Regions from separate parts of the Zea mays genome. Here region 1 is linked to region 2. Evidence: chromatin contacts called from public Hi-C data. All regions are on one chromosome and are shown on one strand. The core of a region is the stretch at or near the end of the contact, and the rest is flanking DNA. Distances in the headings are between cores, read along the strand shown. Region 1 overlaps LOC100037819 (ragged seedling 1). Region 2 holds the start of LOC100281578 (chloroplast outer envelope protein 86).

The links. A called contact is a pair of places that touch in the nucleus more often than the background predicts.
Region 1: a Hi-C map of ear shows a contact between it and region 2, with 3 times the contacts expected there. The contact joins the enhancer-like site here to the promoter of LOC100281578 in region 2. A contact is called at or near these places in 2 of 25 Hi-C or Micro-C datasets (ear and tassel).

What each region holds. Positions count from the first base shown.
Region 1 is chr6:27,064,572-27,067,271 of Zm-B73-REFERENCE-NAM-5.0, forward strand. LOC100037819 (ragged seedling 1) reads right to left here. Exons shown (of 6, transcript NM_001112519.1): 4 at 2,298-2,542; 5 at 1,893-2,050; 6 at 1,135-1,691. The coding sequence ends at 1,472. Among protein-coding and RNA genes, the nearest start is that of LOC100037819, 6.2 kb to the right of the region's middle. Within about 2 kb of position 1,375, at least 5 of the 20 cell types and tissues checked have an H3K27ac peak or open chromatin away from gene starts, as enhancers often do. A contact at or near this core is called in ear, where this site is marked.
Region 2 is chr6:26,742,707-26,745,459 of Zm-B73-REFERENCE-NAM-5.0, forward strand. LOC100281578 (chloroplast outer envelope protein 86) reads left to right here and starts at 1,283. Exons shown (of 3, transcript NM_001368322.1): 1 at 1,283-1,365; 2 at 1,542-1,666; 3 at 2,380-2,753. The coding sequence starts at 1,549.

The sequences.
Region 1 (2,700 bases), core at 125-2,624, 320 kb after region 2:
AGCTCGTAGTATGGCAGCAGTCGGTATATGTTATGGAGTTGGTGGTGGCGTTGTGTCGCTTCAGCGGGTCTAGGACTGGGAAGACACTCGCATTCTCTCGCCCTTCTCGGATTGACGCCGGGTGCGGGTGCCTCTCAGTTGGAGCTGCTCCAGTTGGGCTTTTTTTCTCCGCTTGCATGCTCTCTCCCTATATATCTAGCGGTATACTACCTATATCGCTTTCAAATGCCCAGGTCTTCGTTGTGTCCTTCTCTGGCAACGAACAGGTATGTCCGCCTCTTCCCTTCCCCTCCTGCTCTACAAAACCTTGGAAGTAGGGGAGGCGAGGGATGTTGTCTCTGATTTGCTGCCTATAGTACACGTGCGTTCATAAAAATTATTATACGAAGACCGGAGACAATCAATAAAAAATATTGAGATCTTTTTTATGGATAATTTATATGGGTATTGTTATAAGTCATCGCAACGCACGAGTAACCGACTAGTATATACATACATCACAGCAAGGGTTTCTCTTGCTGGTAATTTTTTTAAAAAAAATTTGGGCTTCGAGGCAAACATTTGGCAACTTGGTACGAAGAATCACTCTATCTAAAATAAATATTGCATTATAAGTTTATTACTCAAATTTACGTGGATTGGGCTTGTTCGGTTCGTTTTCAATCTATGTAGATTGAGTTGAATTATGTGGGTTTAAATCCTAAGCAAATCAAACTTATTTTTTTTATCTCACACAATCCATATGTACCGGAAATAACCGAATAAAATCTTAGTAGGATGGTATCTATTCCTCATATTAATACTAACTATGAACAATAAATAAGATAGCGATAGATCAACTTATTTTATTTCATAAACCAATCAAAAAAGTGAGCAGTGAGACAATGATGAACTAGCTCATTGCTCAAACGAAACACCATATGTGACTTAGGCCAACGCTTTTCGACCAAATCGGTCTTTCAACTATTTGGAATAGATTAATAAGATAGGTTAATCCCCGCAGGTAAATCAACAGCCAAATGAAAAATCCATACAGAAGGAAGTTAAAACAGAAATAACTCAATGCGCAAAGGGGACGGAAAACATAGAACCGACGAGGAATGCACAGAGAAGAAAAAAAACAGAAAGAGGCACTTTGACGATCGGAGCAGACATAATCAGTAAATTATCCGGGGCAAACCACCACCCGCAGTCAACAAGAGCGCTGGACCATATAAACTAGATATCACACTCCAGTTGTAGTTTGACCCATATGCCATCACAGGCAAACCGCTCAAGAGTTCAGATGCTTCAACCACACTACGACTGAGAGATACTTACTACACACGCGGCAACCACAGGGGGCACCATGTTTTCGCAACATCTACAGACTGTCCAGGCATTATTTCATGGATAAGCAAGCAGGAGCATGTACGAGACTGCTCCAAGCTTAGCTGGGGCCTAAGGAAAGCGCTTAGCCGCTGAAGCCCCCTTACGAGCTGGAGGCCTCGAAGGTATCTGGCTTATGCTTCTCCATCAGGCCCGTCAGGGCTGCGTCAAACTCCTTCTCCAGCTCCAGCTCCAGATCCATGTATTCTTTCTTGAGCTTCAACTTCTTGTCCTCGTGGACTTTGATCAGCTCATCTCGCTCAACTTCAAACTCTGCCACATCCTTGACTTGGCAATCAATGAACTTCTGCACATATTCCTTCCTGCACAAGACGCGGATGGATTGAGAATGATAAACAGCAACAGATATGCACATTGAACCTGTGATGCCTACATGAGACGACTGCAGCAGGAAACAGTTCTTGACGACTCTCATATGCATTGAGATGGAGCATTTACATTACTTTTAGTTCCAATTGTGGTGAGGCATGGTAACATGATCCAACCACGAATTAGTGACACACCTTAGCTGACGATCTTTCATAGTTCCAGAATCAACATCAAAGCGTCTGGCCTTTGAGCGCTCTTCCTGCAACAACTTCTCAAACTGCTTTTCTTTATCCTCTGTGGCCTTGTGAATATCCTCAATTAGACCATGAAAAATTTCCTCCTGGGACTTCATCTGCAAAGCATGGAAACAAGGTCAACAGGTAGTGAAATCGAAAGATGGCAACATCAAGGTCAAGTGGTCAACAACAGGTGGTCAAATTGAAAGCTGGCAGCATCAATCTTATCACAGAAGTATCAAAGTGCAAAATATAAGTGTGACCCTCCAAGAAACAGCAAACTCTATCATTGGCACAGATGAAAATTGTTGATCCACGCATGTTCATTAGTAGAAAATATAACCACTTGGGTAACCTTATTACCTCTTCCTCGTACTCCATGTGCTTCTCTTTTGCTTTACTCCTAACAAATATATTTTCTTCAATAGTCTCACGTAGCTTCTGGGTAACAACACCCAATGATTCTTCTACTGCTTTAGATCGCTGCTCTGTCTTAACCATCTTGTTCTTCAGGTAATTCAGTTGTTGGTTGTCTTCACTCATCTGTTTCATTTGAATCACCACCATCTCATTGTAAGACCTCATCTCATACTTCAGACGGCTTTTACCTGAAATTATAGTGAAGATAAAAATATAGTTAGCTATTAAAATGCTCGGCGTCCTGCTCGGTAGATGCAACATAACTACTACAGCTTGATGTCTGTATTTCAAAGACACTCCACTTGGACTTGGAAGGCTTCATATTTCAATAAACAGGTTAGAGATT
Region 2 (2,753 bases), core at 33-2,532:
GACCGTCCGCGCCTCCGCAGAGAGCACCGCCGCCGGTTCTCAACGCAGTGATTGGCGCCTAGATCGGCACCAACAATACCCATGCCTTGGCTATTTATGTTCGGCCAGTTATTAAGAAATGAAACCGTACACAGGTTTCAAAATGGTACCTGATCTAGGCAGCCTACTGTTGACACAAGGCACCCATGGGTCCCCAGAATTTCGGTAATGTGATGTCATTAGCTGCATATGGAAAACGATAATTTGTTAATGTTAAAAGCAAAATCATTTGATAAATGATCAAAGGTTGGTTCCCACAACGGACAAAAGTAGGCAATGCAATAAGGTAATTTGCATGTGAACACATTGCGAGGGAAGTCATAAGGCCTAAATTTTTTATTTAAAAATAAAATAAATAGCAGAAGTTTACTGACTAACTTCCAGGTGATTTTATTCAAAGCCTGCTTATTTGGAACAAAAAGAAGCTTAAACTACAAGCATTAGATTCCTTGTTTGACAAAGTATACAACTATGAGACAGTTTGCTACTTAAGAGTAAATTGATCTCTTGAGCATTGGAGAAGTACTGATTGTTAAATAAGATATATGAGAATGGCCGGCTAGAGGCGCTCGAACACAAGGTGGTTGCGGTACACCAACCCAGGCTAAGCGTGAGGGGGCACGTCCGCGGGGCTGGGGAGGGAGCGGGGACGGACGGAGGAGGCCACCGTCACTGCCAGGCACGGGCCTCCCGTCACCGCCTCGCCCACGGAGTCAGCGGATAGCCTCTTGTCAAGCAAGAACATGAGCAGCCCCCCCCCCCGGCGTAGGCGAGTGCGAGGAGTAGGGCGGCGACCGCGACGCGCCTCCGCGCCCAGGCTTCCTTGTAGTGAGTGGCGGCGGCGGATTGCTGCGCGGCTGCCGGTCCTCGTCGATGCGCGTGCGTTGGGGGGGGAGGAGGGAGCGAAGGATAGGGGTGCAGGAGCGAGAAAATCATAAAAAGCGATGAGGTGAGCGGCGAGGGCCGACAGGGAGACGGGGGAGGACGACAGGCAGGCGCGAGAGGTAGGTTGCGACAGGGGTATCGTAAGGTGGACCTAGCATGGTATCCCTATGGACGTCCTTGTTAAGCTCTTATAGAGTAGTAATTGACTCTTATAGAGTAGTAATAGACATAGATAATAGACAATAGATTTTAATTATACTAAAAGAGAGGAGCCAATAGCAATAAACTTTTATGGAGGAGCCAAACTGTAATAGCAATAAACTCGCTCGGTTGAGCCAGCCACGCAAAAAAGGGGATAAACGAATAGACCCACCGCATCTCAACATCCTCTCCTCGTCTTCTCCCAACGCCGCCGCAGCGTTCTTGTCGGGCTCCGGTCAGGTACGTCGAGCTCGGGCCAGTTGCGATGTCCCTGCTTGGTTTTATTATACGGGAGATTCGGCAGTCCGCTACGAGGTGAAGTGGGAGAACGGGGAGGAGGGTGAAAGATTGGGGTTTCCTCGCTCTTTAACTTGGGGCAGATTTGTTCTCTGATTTTCTTCTACCCCCCTCTGCAGGTGAAGTATGCTGATGAACTTCAGGGACTGGATCTCGTACCGGCTCGGTTCCTCGCTGCTGTCCGCCAGGCCGTTCGCGCTTTCCCCCGGTGCTGATGACGGCGCCTCCGAGGGTGATGCTCATGGTGCGCTCCCTTTCCCTGGTGATTGTTGTTTTCAACAACGGCGTTCCCCATGGTTATAGACTTGGAATTTTTGTTTCTCTGAAATGTCATCTTGTAGTCTAGTCTGCTGTTGCTGAAAATAGTCTTGATGTTGTTAGGCTTAAAACCTAGCCCTCAGTTATATGATATGGAACCGGATAAATTGACCAGATGGCCTATTGCATGTCATTCTTATTCGCCATTCCCATCACACGGGCCTAATTACTGGGGCTTGCAGGAGAGGCTAGTGTGCTTGCGATGGGACTGAGGGTTTTTGCCTTTCCGGGTTGGTCTGGCAATGTGCTTGGCTTAATCTTTTGGCTATTCATATTAGGTTTTTAGCATGTTTTAGGATTTTTTGTAGGGATAGGGCTTTTACTATTATATTGGGAATTTAGCATGTCATACTAATCATTACGTCTAACGGACAAAGCGAACACATTGGTTTTTCAGCTTCCATCGTTGTATGTGTTACTGCAACCCCATGATGTGCTCTTAACCAAAAAAAAATTATTGCTTCTTTTTTTCTGTCAGCTACATCCTGATGTGTCCTATACTGTCCTCAAGGACCCTCTTGCTAATTATCATTTTTAATTTCATCACATGTGGGCATATTTTAAATTCTATGATACATTTTTTATCCTCCTGTTCTTAATAATTTTAATGTGGCTTGCTTAATGAATGTTATAATTCAGGTACAGCACACAATGACTTTGTAGATACTGTTACTGCCAATACATTTTCTTCTAATGATATGCGGGCGTCAGAGGTCACAGCCAACTCTGGTAGTGGTGCAATTTATTCTGGTATTGTTCAACAAGATGATGATAATAAGAAGTCAGATCCACTGATGAAAGTCGAGGCGCTTCAAATCAAGTTTCTGCGGTTAGTATACAGGACTGGAGTGTCTCCCAGTGCTGATGTAGTTGCACAGGTTCTGTACAGATTGCAGCTTGCAAATTTGATTAAAGCCAGTGAATCAGATGCAAGGAGAACAAACCTAGCTATCAACAAAGCTAGGGTTATAGCAGCACAGCAGGAAGCACCGGGTGGGCCTGATCTGGATGTC